2 separate regions of the Mus musculus genome follow, and region 2 is linked to region 1. The links are chromatin contacts, called in public ChIA-PET maps. All regions are on one chromosome and are shown on one strand. The core of a region is the stretch at or near the end of the contact, and the rest is flanking DNA. Distances in the headings are between cores, read along the strand shown.

The links. ChIA-PET counts read pairs in DNA pulled down with a chosen protein or histone mark.
Region 2: an RNA polymerase II ChIA-PET map of memory CD8 T cells shows a contact between it and region 1, with 20 read pairs. The contact joins the promoter of Fancc here to the enhancer-like site in region 1. A contact is called at or near these places in 5 of 484 Hi-C or Micro-C datasets (CD4 T cells, embryonic stem cells and natural killer cells), 3 of 115 datasets of contacts at active chromatin or transcription factors (effector CD8 T cells, embryonic stem cells and memory CD8 T cells) and 1 of 9 other capture datasets (adipose tissue).

The regions. Positions count from the first base shown.
Region 1 is chr13:63,220,732-63,226,682 of GRCm38.p6, forward strand. The region is part of intron 11 of Aopep (aminopeptidase O); the gene reads left to right. Among named protein-coding and RNA genes, the nearest start is that of Gm16907, 73 kb to the right of the region's middle. Within about 2 kb of position 2,825, at least 37 of the 459 cell types and tissues checked have an H3K27ac peak or open chromatin away from gene starts, as enhancers often do. A contact at or near this core is called in effector CD8 T cells, memory CD8 T cells and natural killer cells, where this site is marked.
Region 2 is chr13:63,427,773-63,434,015 of GRCm38.p6, forward strand. It overlaps Fancc (Fanconi anemia, complementation group C), which reads right to left and starts at 3,973. Exons shown (of 15, transcript NM_007985.3): 1 at 3,678-3,973.

The DNA.
Region 1 (5,951 bases), core at 1,575-4,074:
TTATTTGTGGAAACACAACAGATTGATTTTGGGCAAACTGTAAGATTGGATGCTTTGGATAATGGTTATCTATTTTTCCTGAAAAGGAGGTAACTAAAACTGCCCAATCATTAGATGCGGCTGCCAAGGTTTGAACCTGTGCAGCGGTATAAGGTACAATTAAAAGATATGGACTTTGCCCAAAGTGGGTGATTGCTGCTTTTAGGCCTTTAAGGGCAAGCTGTGCAATTGCATCAGGATACCAATCTATTATTTTAGCTGGGGATACGTTTGGATGGATCCACAACAATGGCCCATTTTGCCACAAAACTGCAGTTGGCAATTGTGCTGTCTTAAAGACACACAAACTGAAAGGCTGCGAATCCTCAATACGTTGTAATTGTGCATTCTGTAAGGCCTTTTCTACCTTTTGTAAGGCCTGGTTAGCAGCTAGAGTAAGAGTCCTAGGGGAGGAGATATGAGGATCTCCTTCTAAAATACTAAACAAAGGCCTTAACTCAGCAGAAGGAATCTTTAAAAAAGGTCTGAGCCAATTAATATCTCCCAACAGCTTTTGAAAATCATTTAAGGTATGGAGGTGATCTCTTCTTATCTCTACCTTTTGGGGCACAATCTTATCTGGGGACACCACAGAGCCCAAGAATTGTCCTGTATCAGAAATTTGGACCTTTTCTGTGGCTATCTGTAAACCCCACTGACTTAAAGTTTTAAGTAGAAAAGGATATGCCTTTTGTAGCATGGTAAGGTCTTTATGGCACAGGAGGATGTCATCCATGTAAAGGAGCAAAATTAAAGAGGGGAACTGTTTCCTCACTGGCAAAAGAGCTTTTTGTATATAAAGCTGGCACATTGTAGGACTATTGGACATCCCCTGTGGTAAGACCTTCCATTGATACCTCTTATCAGGTTTAGCAGAATAAGCTCTCTGACCCGTTAACAAGTCAAAAGTCCAATCTCTCTGCTCTGGAGTTAAAGCAGCAGCGTTTGCTCGGGCCTGCGCCTGTGCCGCCTCCTGCCACAGAGCTCGCCATTCCACATATTTGGCCATACTAGGGAGAGCGGCTTTTGCAATCATTTGCCAGTCGGCAGGAGTTAGTGCCATGCTGGCAAGCCTGTCTAACTGCACCAAGGTAAAATTAGCATTGATTCCATATTTAATCTGCACATATTCTACCGGAGCGTGGACACGCCCACCCTCGGCTCCTTCAAAGACTGGAAATGTCTGTTGTATTTTCCTTTGTTCCTCTCGGGGAATGAATGAGTCTGCGCACTGCCTTTCTGCGCACTGCCTCTCTGCGCATTGCTGACGCACTACGGGCTGACGCACTACGCAGGGCGGGGACTCCGCATAGGGCGGGAGTGCACCTGGTAGCCGATTGCCCTGAGGCCAATTAGCAAACTGGCCTTCGCCAGCCGCTTTTGGCTTTTTTCTTGACCGATTAGCTGGCTGGTAATGGGCTGCTTCTTCCTCCCAGTCTGTTTCCTCAGAGGAGGATTCTTCATCTGCTTCAGAACTACTAAGAGCTGGCTTCCTGAGCTCATCTAGTGACGAGTATCTCCTAGAGACCTCCGCTAATCGATCTTTTTTCTTCTCCCTTTTTCCTCTTTTTCTTCTAATCTCTCTCCAGGTATTCCTACCTAACCTTAACTTTTCCTCGGGTTCAAGACCCTTGGAAAGGCCTGTATACTTACCGTTTCTCCTTGTTCCTACTCTCTCTCTCCGCTTTACTTCTGATAGACTGTCCTGAATTTCCTCTAGAATTTTTAGCCCTGCCTTAAGCACTATATAACATGTGAAAAGGAACAAAAGGGCTCCTAACACTAGAAAAAGTTCAAGGCCAAACATACCTGGTAAAGCCATTTCTCACTTCCGTTCCCCAGCTGATGAGTTCTGAATTCGGCAGTTGAATCCTTCTCAACAGTCTGTGTTACGGGAACCTTATAACCTTGATTCGCAGTTCTGGTTCTGGAATGAAGTATCCCTCCTGCGCCAGTCCGGAGTTTTTTCTCGTCCCGGATTTTCTCGTCCCGGGTTTCGGCACCAATTGTTATTAGACGCGTTCTCACGACCGGCCAGGAAGAACACCACAGACCAGAATCTTCTGCGGCAAAGCTTTATTCTTACATCTTCAGGAAAAGAGAGCAAGAAGCAAGAGAGAGGGAAAAGCAAGAGAGCGAAAAAGCAAGAGAGAGAGAAAACGAAAACCCCGTCCCTCTTAAGGAGCATTCTCCTTCGCCTCGGACGTGTCACTCCTTGATTGGCTGCAGCCCATCGGCCGAGTTGACGTCACGGGGAAGGCAGAGCACAAGTAGTCATAAGATACCCTTGGCACATGCGCAGATTATTTGTTTACCACTTAGAACACAGGATGTCAGCGCCATCTTGTAACGGCGAATGTGGGGGCGGCTTCCCACAGTCCTTTCCACAGCTTCTTCAAATGCCATGCTACTCAGCCGAGTCACTTTTTCATTTTTAGTTTAATTTTCTTTAACTTTGGCATTTATAGTTCAGTACTCAAACTTGTTTACCAGGCTATTATAGCTACGTACTACAGGCAGAGCAGCTTTAACAGCAATTTGATTTTCTTACAGCTTTTGAAAGTTGGAAATCTAAAGTCACAAAGTTGGCTTTTCCTGAGGCTTCTCTCCTTGGCTAGCAGATAGCTTCCCTCCCCACCCCTCATGTGTGCATGCCTGTGCATGTGTGTCAGTGTCTCACACACACATTCGTATTTCTGCCCCTATCTCCCTGTTGTAAGGACACCTGCTACACTGGATTAAGGCTTGGACAAGTGATTTTATTTTACTGTGATGAGTCCTACCTCCAGTACAGTCATTCTGAGATACTGGAGGTTTATGACATCAACCTGAGAAGAGACACAGCTCAGCCCACATCAAAGCTCACCACCAATTTCCTGACAAGTTCCAAATTTCTAGGAAATCTTCAACACAATAAAGGTCACTAGCCAGCCTCACACATTTTAACCCCATGGAGGAATACACTCAGAGTAGTTTTTGGTCCCAAATGATGCTGATTACTTAGTCCAAAAAAAATAAATAAATAAAAATAAAATGAAAAATAAACCAACCTGAAAGTCATGTCTGGTAAAATAAATAAGAAATAAAGGAAGGGATTGTTCTTCTATCTCAGAGAGATACCTGTACTGGCATTGTGTGTGCCCTGTTCAAGGATCCACTATGGCCCATCCTGACACAAGGCCCCTCAGTATAGTAGGAAGCACCATCTTTGCTGAAATGACCCTTCCCATCCCATTGCCTTTCCTGTGCCCAGGTGTCCTTCTTCGTGAGGGGCTGTGAGTGAAGGAAAGACGAAAGAAGCAGTGTTTCCCTTAAGTCTCAGTGAAATTCAGCAGGGAAAAGTGCATACGTAAATAATCAACCTAAACCAGAAAGCAGCCCAACAGCTAGCTTTACAGAGCTCTTGCTATGGAAAGCACAGAGGCTATGGGGATACTGGAAGCTGGTTCCAAAGGACAGGCAGGTTTGAGGCAGAAATCGGGAAGAAACTGGGTGAGGGGGGAACTAACGTGCCCATGTGAGCTGTCAGGTAACCAAAGTCTGTGATATGCTATGTCAGAAACAGGGCTGACACGCAGAGGATGATGGTTCCTGATTCCTGCTGGGAGAGGGGCCATAGTAGCCCTTCTCCATCAGCCTCACACTTACCCTCTGCCCCTCCCAAAACCACGTGTACTGCTCCAGTGATAGAAGAGTAAATTGCTTTTAAATTACTGATAGACTCCACCTTGTGATGTGTTTGAGTCATGATCTTTCCCTTCCAGCCTCCATTATGAACTGGTATGGGGTTGCTTGTTATGTGTGGAGAGCAAGATCTGCCAAGGTCTCCGTTAGTAAGGCAGGACGCAGGTCCCATAGGGACTTGTGATGCAAGGCTCACCAGAGGCTTTTGATGGTATAACAGTTGCTTGAGTGACTATTTCACAGCATGGACAGGTGGGCCAACAGGCCTGTTGGAAAGATAACTTCCTGGGTGAAGGGTTATACCTTTCTCCTCCTCAATAGGATGATGTGATTCAGTGCAGAGAAAAGTTAGACTGACTCTTGTCCCCTTAGTTTTCAACTCGGAACTTTCATGTGTAGAGTTGTTCATTTGCACTGATACTTAAAAAGTAGCATTAAATCTATGTGGCCAATAGTATGTAGCTAGAGCGCACATGGGCTGGACGGGGACTCCTCCACACCCACAGGAATCATTAAAGAAGGCATGGGAAGGAGTGGCTTAGTTGGTAAACAACATGCTTTATGAGTGATCTCCAGAACCTAAGAGAAAATTCTAGGTGCAGTGGCCCCTAGGCTTATTTTATTATCTGAGGCCTGGGGAGTCAGAGACAGGGATCCCCAGAGCTTTAGAGCCAGACAATCTAGACTAATTGGTCAGTCCCTGCTAGAAGAATAGCTCCCAGTGAGAGGCCCTATCTCAAAGGAAGGGAACTGCCTTCATGAAGACTCCAAGCCTCCACAAACATGTACATATACACACATATGCGCCACAACTGCATGCATGCATACATACATACATACATACATACATACATACATACATACATATGCATTAAAATGAGTGAGTATACAGCCTTGGAGAACAAGTCAAATGGTTGAAATACAAATTGTGTAATGCCCAGATCCTGGCAAGGATGGGGGAAGATCCCCAGAGAATTTGATGGTGGAGTGAAACTGAAGGCCTGCATCCTTAGGACCTCAGATTGAGCACTACGTGTGTGTAGGTGGACATGTGCTGGTAGAGGCTTCATGTGTGCCGGGCATGCATCTTACCCCTGAGCTGCTTCCAACTGACCATGTATTTTTAAAGTCAGCTCATAGGACTTATGTATGATTCATGTCAGAATGGCTTTCTTGGTCAAAGAGCATTAGAGAACTTTTTTTTTTCCTTGAGGGGAAAAAAATGGAAATTCTAAACTAGGCCAAATTGATGCAAATACTTTCAGACATGTGGCACCAGAGGAGAGAAATCTAGTATTTGTTTAGTAAACTGAAATAAATCTGTTGTGCCTTTTGAAGCAGAAGGAGAAGGAGGCAAGGACAACTAGCTTTGGGAAGATGGCGTCATATTCCTGTGGCCCCACTGAGAGGCAGACACAGGAGGTTACAGTACACTAGGGGTGGTCTTGCTCTGTATAATAGTAAAGCCCAAGCAAGCTAAGGCTGTGAACTAGAGCCTCTCTCCAACAGAAGAGAGAGATGGATTTGATAGTGAGTGGTTCAAATGATTTATCAAAGAGCTAGGCTGACTCCCTGCTAGAATACCCCCTTGCACTTGGGTCAGAGACCACGGGCCATCAGGATCACGGCGCAGCCTAATTAAAGCTCAGGCTCAGCCCACTTCTACTCTCATGAGTAGGTCTGGAATTGGTTGATAGGAACTATAATTATGTTATCCTCAGAAATGGCTTTTGTTAAACATTCCTTTTCTAAGTACGTTCTAAACACTTGGCATCCTTCGATTTCATATTCTTCACATACTTGGTCCAGATACTTGCTGTGATGTTTACTTTGTTCAAGCACAACAGTGTATCCATGTGCAGTGTGCTGGATATCAGGTGACAGACTCTGCCAGTGAGCTCAGTGTGTTTGATCAGCAAGGCACAGAGGCCTCTGCCCCAGAACCGGACACCTAAAAGGAGCTGTAGAGGTTGACTCTGGTATTTGCCATGTTCAGTTTGGAGGCTGAATCAAACCCCAGCACATTCACAAGTCAGCAAGCTTCTTTTGTAAGCAAGCCATGTGATTGCTATTAAGGTACTGCGTGAGGGGCCATCTTGGAACATGTGAGCATTATCTGTTTGTGTTTGTTTGTTTGTTTGTTTGTTTGTTTTCAGGCTTGTGGTGTTGTGCACTCATACAGACCTTTAGCATCTTTCATGCCCCTCATAGCAAGCAAGACTGCCCTG
Region 2 (6,243 bases), core at 2,723-5,222, 210 kb after region 1:
TGCCTCCACATTGTACTGAAGTTGAACAGAAAATATCATATGAAAATTACACATAAAACTGTATTCACAGAGTATATGGCATCATGTACTCTGTGAATATATATATATATGCCTATGAACTCACAAAGAATTAAAACCCACTGAAAGTAAACAACATCAACAAGGTTCCAGGACACAAGATCGACATACAAGATCAACTACATTTGTATATAGTGGTATCAAGCAATTAAACAATAAAAATTTTAAAGCAATTTTTATGTTTGTAAGTATAAAATATAAAAAAGCCTGCCAAGCGTGAGAACACACCTATAGTTCTGGCACTCAGGAGCTAGGTAGAAGACTAAGGAGCTGAAGGCATCATTCCTACACAGTATGAGGCTAGCTTAAGACACATGTGACCCTGTCTCAAAAAAAATTAATAATCTTCAATATAAATGTGACCAAAAGGGCAAATCTCATATACTAACACTTACTAAGAACACTGAAAAAAAATGATTCTAAACAAATGATAAGGGCTGGCAAGATGGCTCAGCAGGTAAGAGCACTGACTGCTCTTCTAAAGTTCCTGAGTTCAAATCCCAGCAACCACAAGGTGGCTCACAACCCTCTGTAATGAGATATGACGCCCTCTTCTGGTGTGTCTGAAGACAGCTACAGTGTACTTATGTATCATAATCAATAAATCTTTGGGGCTGAGGGAGCAGGGACTGAGCAAGCGGGGACAACCGGAGTGAATGGGGTTGACCAGAGTGAGCAGAGGTCCTAAATACAATTCCCAACAACCGCACGAAGGCTCACAACCATCTGTACAGCTACAATGTACTCATATACATAAAAATAAATAAATCTTTTTTTAAAAGTGACAAGCTAGTGAACAGTCATATTGAGATTACAATTCTCCCAGAGAGATTTGTAAGTTTGTTTAACATAATGCCTCTCAAAAGCCATCATAGCAGTGCTTTAGGGAAATACAAGCTGATGCTATAAGGCATGTGTAAATGTAAGAAACCCACTATGGTAGGTGTCACTGAAAACAAGTGTTGATGAGGATGGATCAAGACCCTCACACACTGCTGCTGGGAATGTAGATGGCCACACAATTAAATTTACTACATAGCCCTGCCCACCCACCCCACCCCACCCCCAAAATCACATAACTGTTATTCTTAATGACTAAAATAATCTCAACCTAAATGTCCATCACCTGGAAATCCAAACACGGAACATACAATATACTAGTCATCAATAAACAGGACTAAACGACTGATACATGCTACTACCTAGGTGAATCTCAAAATCATTATGTTAGGGGGAAAAAGCCAGACACAGTTACCTATTTCATATTATATAAATGTGAAATGTCTAGAAGAACTTCCAAGAAAAGGTTAATCTATAGAACAAGAAAACAAACCAAAGGCTGTCTGAGACTGAGTGGAGCCAGGATTGGCCACAGATTTGTGAGTCTAAAACCATTAAAGTCATGCAAAGAATTCTGAGTCTGAGTTCCGGCCCCCACTGACCAATTCCAAATTCATTTCATAGCTTATAAGTGAATGTAGCCCCTCAGTGATGGGCAATTTCCAAAAGCTAAGTGTGATGGCCCACGACTGAAGCCCTGGCTCTCAAAGACACAGGCCTGACCTCTGGATTTAAAGCCAGCCTGACCTGACGATATGGGAAGACCCATTGCAAGAGGAGAGTGATTTGTACAAGGACTCTTTCTTCTCACAGCAGAAAAGGCTCAGAAAAAGGATGATCAAGGCCTATTAGAGACTCCTCATGCCAAGGAACAAGAAAAACTTGTATCTCAAAAGGAGGGGATGATTTAAGAGTGGGGCACACGCCTTTAATTCCAGCACTTGGGAGGCAGAGGCAGGCAGATGTCTGTGAGTTCAAGACCAGCCTGGTCTACATAGTGAATTCCAGGACAGACAGAGCTACATAATGAAACTTTGGAAGTGATGGGGCAGCACAACACTCAAGCACTGTATTGTTACCTAAATCTGTGAATCCTTGTATTCTCTTTTCCAATAATACTAGATTTTCAGTAAATCACTGAAAATTAATTCATTTATGTCTAAGAGAAGACTTTCATATTAAAAAGTTAGCTAATCAGAAACCATAAACACCACCAGAGAATATGCATATCATAATTACATTAAGATTTTTAAGGAGCATTTCGGGATGAATTCTAGCCTGACCTGAGGCTCTACCACTCCTGTTATGGTTCTATCACTAGGATGAAATTCCTTGGGGCCTCTCTGTGGCCTAGAAAATCCAACCAACTTCCTACTGGCCAGGATGGCCTCCCTGAAGTAGCTTTTATAAATACAAGATTGGTGTAATTCTTGCTGGAACTATTTGCCAAAATATGGAAGCAGTTAAGAGCCCCATTCATTTAAAATGTGCATACAGCTTCACATGGACAACAACATACGTGCCATGACCACTCACACAAGGGAACACTGAAGAGGGCTGGGGAGCTAGCTCAGTTGATAAGATGCCTGCCATTACAAGCATGAGAACATGAATTCTATCCCCAGAACACACGTTCGTTGCTGTGTGTGCGTGTGTATTTAAGGTTTTAAGTGTGTGGCCCACATTTGTCATCTCAGCAATGGGGAGGCAGAGAAAGGCATAACCCCAAGGGCTTGCAAAGTCAGGTGACCTACAAGCCAAATGTGATGGGTGTGAGGAGAGGCGGGGGACGAATAAGGAGGGAAAGATGGGGCACTCCTGACACCACCTCTGGCCTCTACATACACACACATAACCGCCAGTTGTTCAATTGTGAGCGTTAAATCTGCCATTTGGAAGCACCCTAAAGGCGAGGGCCATCCACAAATAGGTATCTCACGTCGGTCACACCCGCTTAGATTAATTTAATGAGGGATGGGATTTTTCGAATCATCTCATACTAGAGGAAAAGTCCAGGCACACAGAGGTCTTCAATATCATTGGCCTGTTCCAAGATTTTCATCCAGCACCCCCTCCAAGCCCAAGCACCTAAAAACTGTTCCAGTAAGGCAGCAAGACAGCAAGACACAAGCATTAAACACTCTCAGGCCTTGAATGGGCCTCTGGGCCTGTCACTCAAGCAGCTGTGGGAGGGCGATCTTGAGACCCTGAGCAGAGCTGCTCTAATGGATGGCGAGCAATAAGCTTCACCTTTGCCCCAGTCCTTCCAAAAGTACCTGCGGCTACGTTGAAACCAGAGGGAGAGGATTTGCTTAAAACAATAAAAATAAAAATAAATGGGGACGAAGGGTAAAGGACAGATGCCTCTCTACCATCGCCGCGAGCCAAGCTCACCAAGCTTCACCTTGGGCCTTAGACCCCACCCCTCACTGTCGGTCCCGCCCCGCCGGGCTCATCTGCGATGGCGCAGCCCCCCTCCGGCTCCTCTCCCTTGTGGAGCGGCCCCTCTAAGTCGTGCGGGCTCCCGCCGAGATCAGTTTCCGTGTGGTCACGCCCACCGCGTCTGTCGGCCACTGCCAAGCTGGGTTCAACTCCCCGATTAGCCACGCCCCTCACCGTCGGCCTCACCTCCCACCTGGCTCTAGCCCCGCCTCCCGCCAGGCCCCGCCTCCTGCCGGGCTATATCTTCCCCCCCCCCCAACCCCCCACATCCCGCCCCGCCCTCCCGCGGCTCGCACCCGCCCACCGTAGCTTCTCACCGTCCTGCCTCAGCTCCACCGCGCCGCGGGAGCGCGGCTCGCCCACGTTGAGACTCGGGCGCACGTTCTCGCGAGTCTTCTCTGCCCTAGCAGGAAACGGCGGTCTTCCCGGGTGGTCCTCACCCAGAGCTGCCTCAGCAGACTGGGCCGCGGCGGAAAAGAAGCCACCGCCCGGCTTCTGCGGCTTGAAAACTTGGCACAGCCTCACGGAACTTTTTTTGTTTTGACGTGTTTGGAATTTTCCCGCGGCCGCAAGGGAGTGGGGCTGCGCGCGCGCTCGCACGCACGCGCAGTGCACTCTGGGGCCCAGCGCGCTCCCGCGGCATGATGGGAAGATCTGAATCTCTCCTGGAGGAAGTGGGCGACTACGGGCTATAGCTAACTCGCGGCGCCGAGTGAGGGCTTTAGAGAAGAGAGAGCCCTGGAATGTGGTTCTTGAGAGACGGGAGTTGCCAGATAGGTCAAACTCCACATAGGGTTCAAGCCTGCTGGGCCCAACCACAAACGAGTTTTGTCTGTGGTTAGTGATCGCTCCAATCCCTAGTCAGGCCCATGTACTGCTTAGTTCAGGTTCAAATCGGTTCAAAGTTGCATTTACGCCACATAAGTGGAAACTTCTTGTCAAGTGAGACATGGCTTATCTTTTATTCTTGAATTTTTAACATTACATTTGTGTGCATGCCAGGTGAACCTAGAGGTCAGTTTGTGGGAATCAGTTCTCTCACTAATGCAGGTACCCAGTCTTCAACTTGGTGGTAGGAGCTTTTACCTGATGAGCGAGCCATCTTGCCAGCCCTTTCTTAAAGATTTTCAAATTTAGATCTGCATGGTTATTTACAGATGTTTGAATTGGGGAAGAGTCAGGATAACCTTAAACTTTTAGATTTTTTTGGTTTGTTTGTTTGTTTCGAGACAGGGTTTCTCTGTATAGCCCTGGCTGTCCTGGAACTCACTTTGTAGACCAGGCTGGCCTCCAACTCAGAAATCTGCCTGCCTCTGCCTCTGCCTCTGCCTCCCGAGTGCTGGGATTAAAGGCGTGTGCCACCACGCCCGGCTTAAATTTTTTTTTTTAATTAGTGCCTAAGAACCATTCGTTGTAATAAGACCACAACTTAGTGCCTTAAAAATAACATGTAGGGAGGAATATATGCCTGTAATAAATAGCTCTTATTTAAATACTCTGTTGCAGGATATTTGATCATACTGTGAATCCCGAGGTTGTATACTAGAAAAAACTATCTCTACACGTGTGGCTTAGCCCTAGCACACTCCTTTAATCCACGATCTTTCTGTTTATTGTAAATTGAATTTGAAAGAGAAGAATAAAGACTAGCCGAAAGACATTGGGTTGTAGAAAAACAACTGCTGAATTAGATTACCTGTATGCTTTAATTAAGGGAGCGGTGTAACAGATAGCTTAGCCATTAAGAGCACTGGCTGCTCTTCCAGAGAACCTGAGTTTGAGTCACAGCATCCACATGGCAGCTCACAATTATTAGTAACCCCTGTCCAAGGGATCTGATGCCCTCTTCTGGCCTCCTTCGGCACCACACTGCACAAACATTAATAAGTCATAATATCCACACACACAAAATAACAACATCAAAATTTAAAGGGAGACCCCAGGGGAACCTGATCCCAAAGTAACATGCCCTGCTTTATGGGATCAAGTGGCATCAAGCCTTTTAATATGTCATTTTAGTCAAAAAAAAATAGCACGTTTAGTGAGACAAGTGTGAATGACACCTTAGCCCTGAAAAAGCCATATAGTGACAAATTTTAAGATTTTTGTTTGTTAGTCTTTGTATTTACCAGCAAAAACAATGTGGAACTAGGTTTGTTTCTTGTCTTTTAGAGTGAAAGTAACCATTTTGGTACTCATATTTGTGTATACACACACACACACACACACACACACATATATATATATATATATGAAAAAAAGCTACCTGGAGTCAGACAACTCTTTGTGTCTCTGGGTGTTAGGAGTCTGGCCAGTCCTACTTTGTAAGTTAGCTGTCCAATGAAAGCCAGCCATAGGGAAAGCACCATGACTCTCCTCACAAGAACCTGTTTTAGGAGAAGTTTAGAAAACCCTTCCTACTTTGGAGGAAGGAAAGCTCAACCTTCTAGCTTTGTTTTAGTACCTAGATGCCAGTAATCACACAAGCTACCTGCTTTGGCTAAACAGGAAAGAAAAATAAGTTTTTATTTTGTCAAAATGAACATTATTTTAAGCCCCTGTGACTTGTCACAGGACTAAGATGAAGCACTGTAATAAAGTCAGATTTCCGTAATTAATGAAGATTCTTGTCCTTTGCCTTAAGCTTGGTCTAGAGAAAGGAACCATCCTCGGGCTAATGTATAGTTGCTTTTCCTGCAGAGACCATCAGTGAGTACATGGTTGTTACATGAGAATAGCCAAGAACAGCAAATGACATTTTAAAATTGGTGGGGCTATTGGGGCCTGAAATTATAAAGACAGGTAACCTATCTCCTTACTAAAAACATGTGAAGGCTGAAGATCAGAGGAACAACCCTAGCCTTGTGGAATCTCTAACAAGAT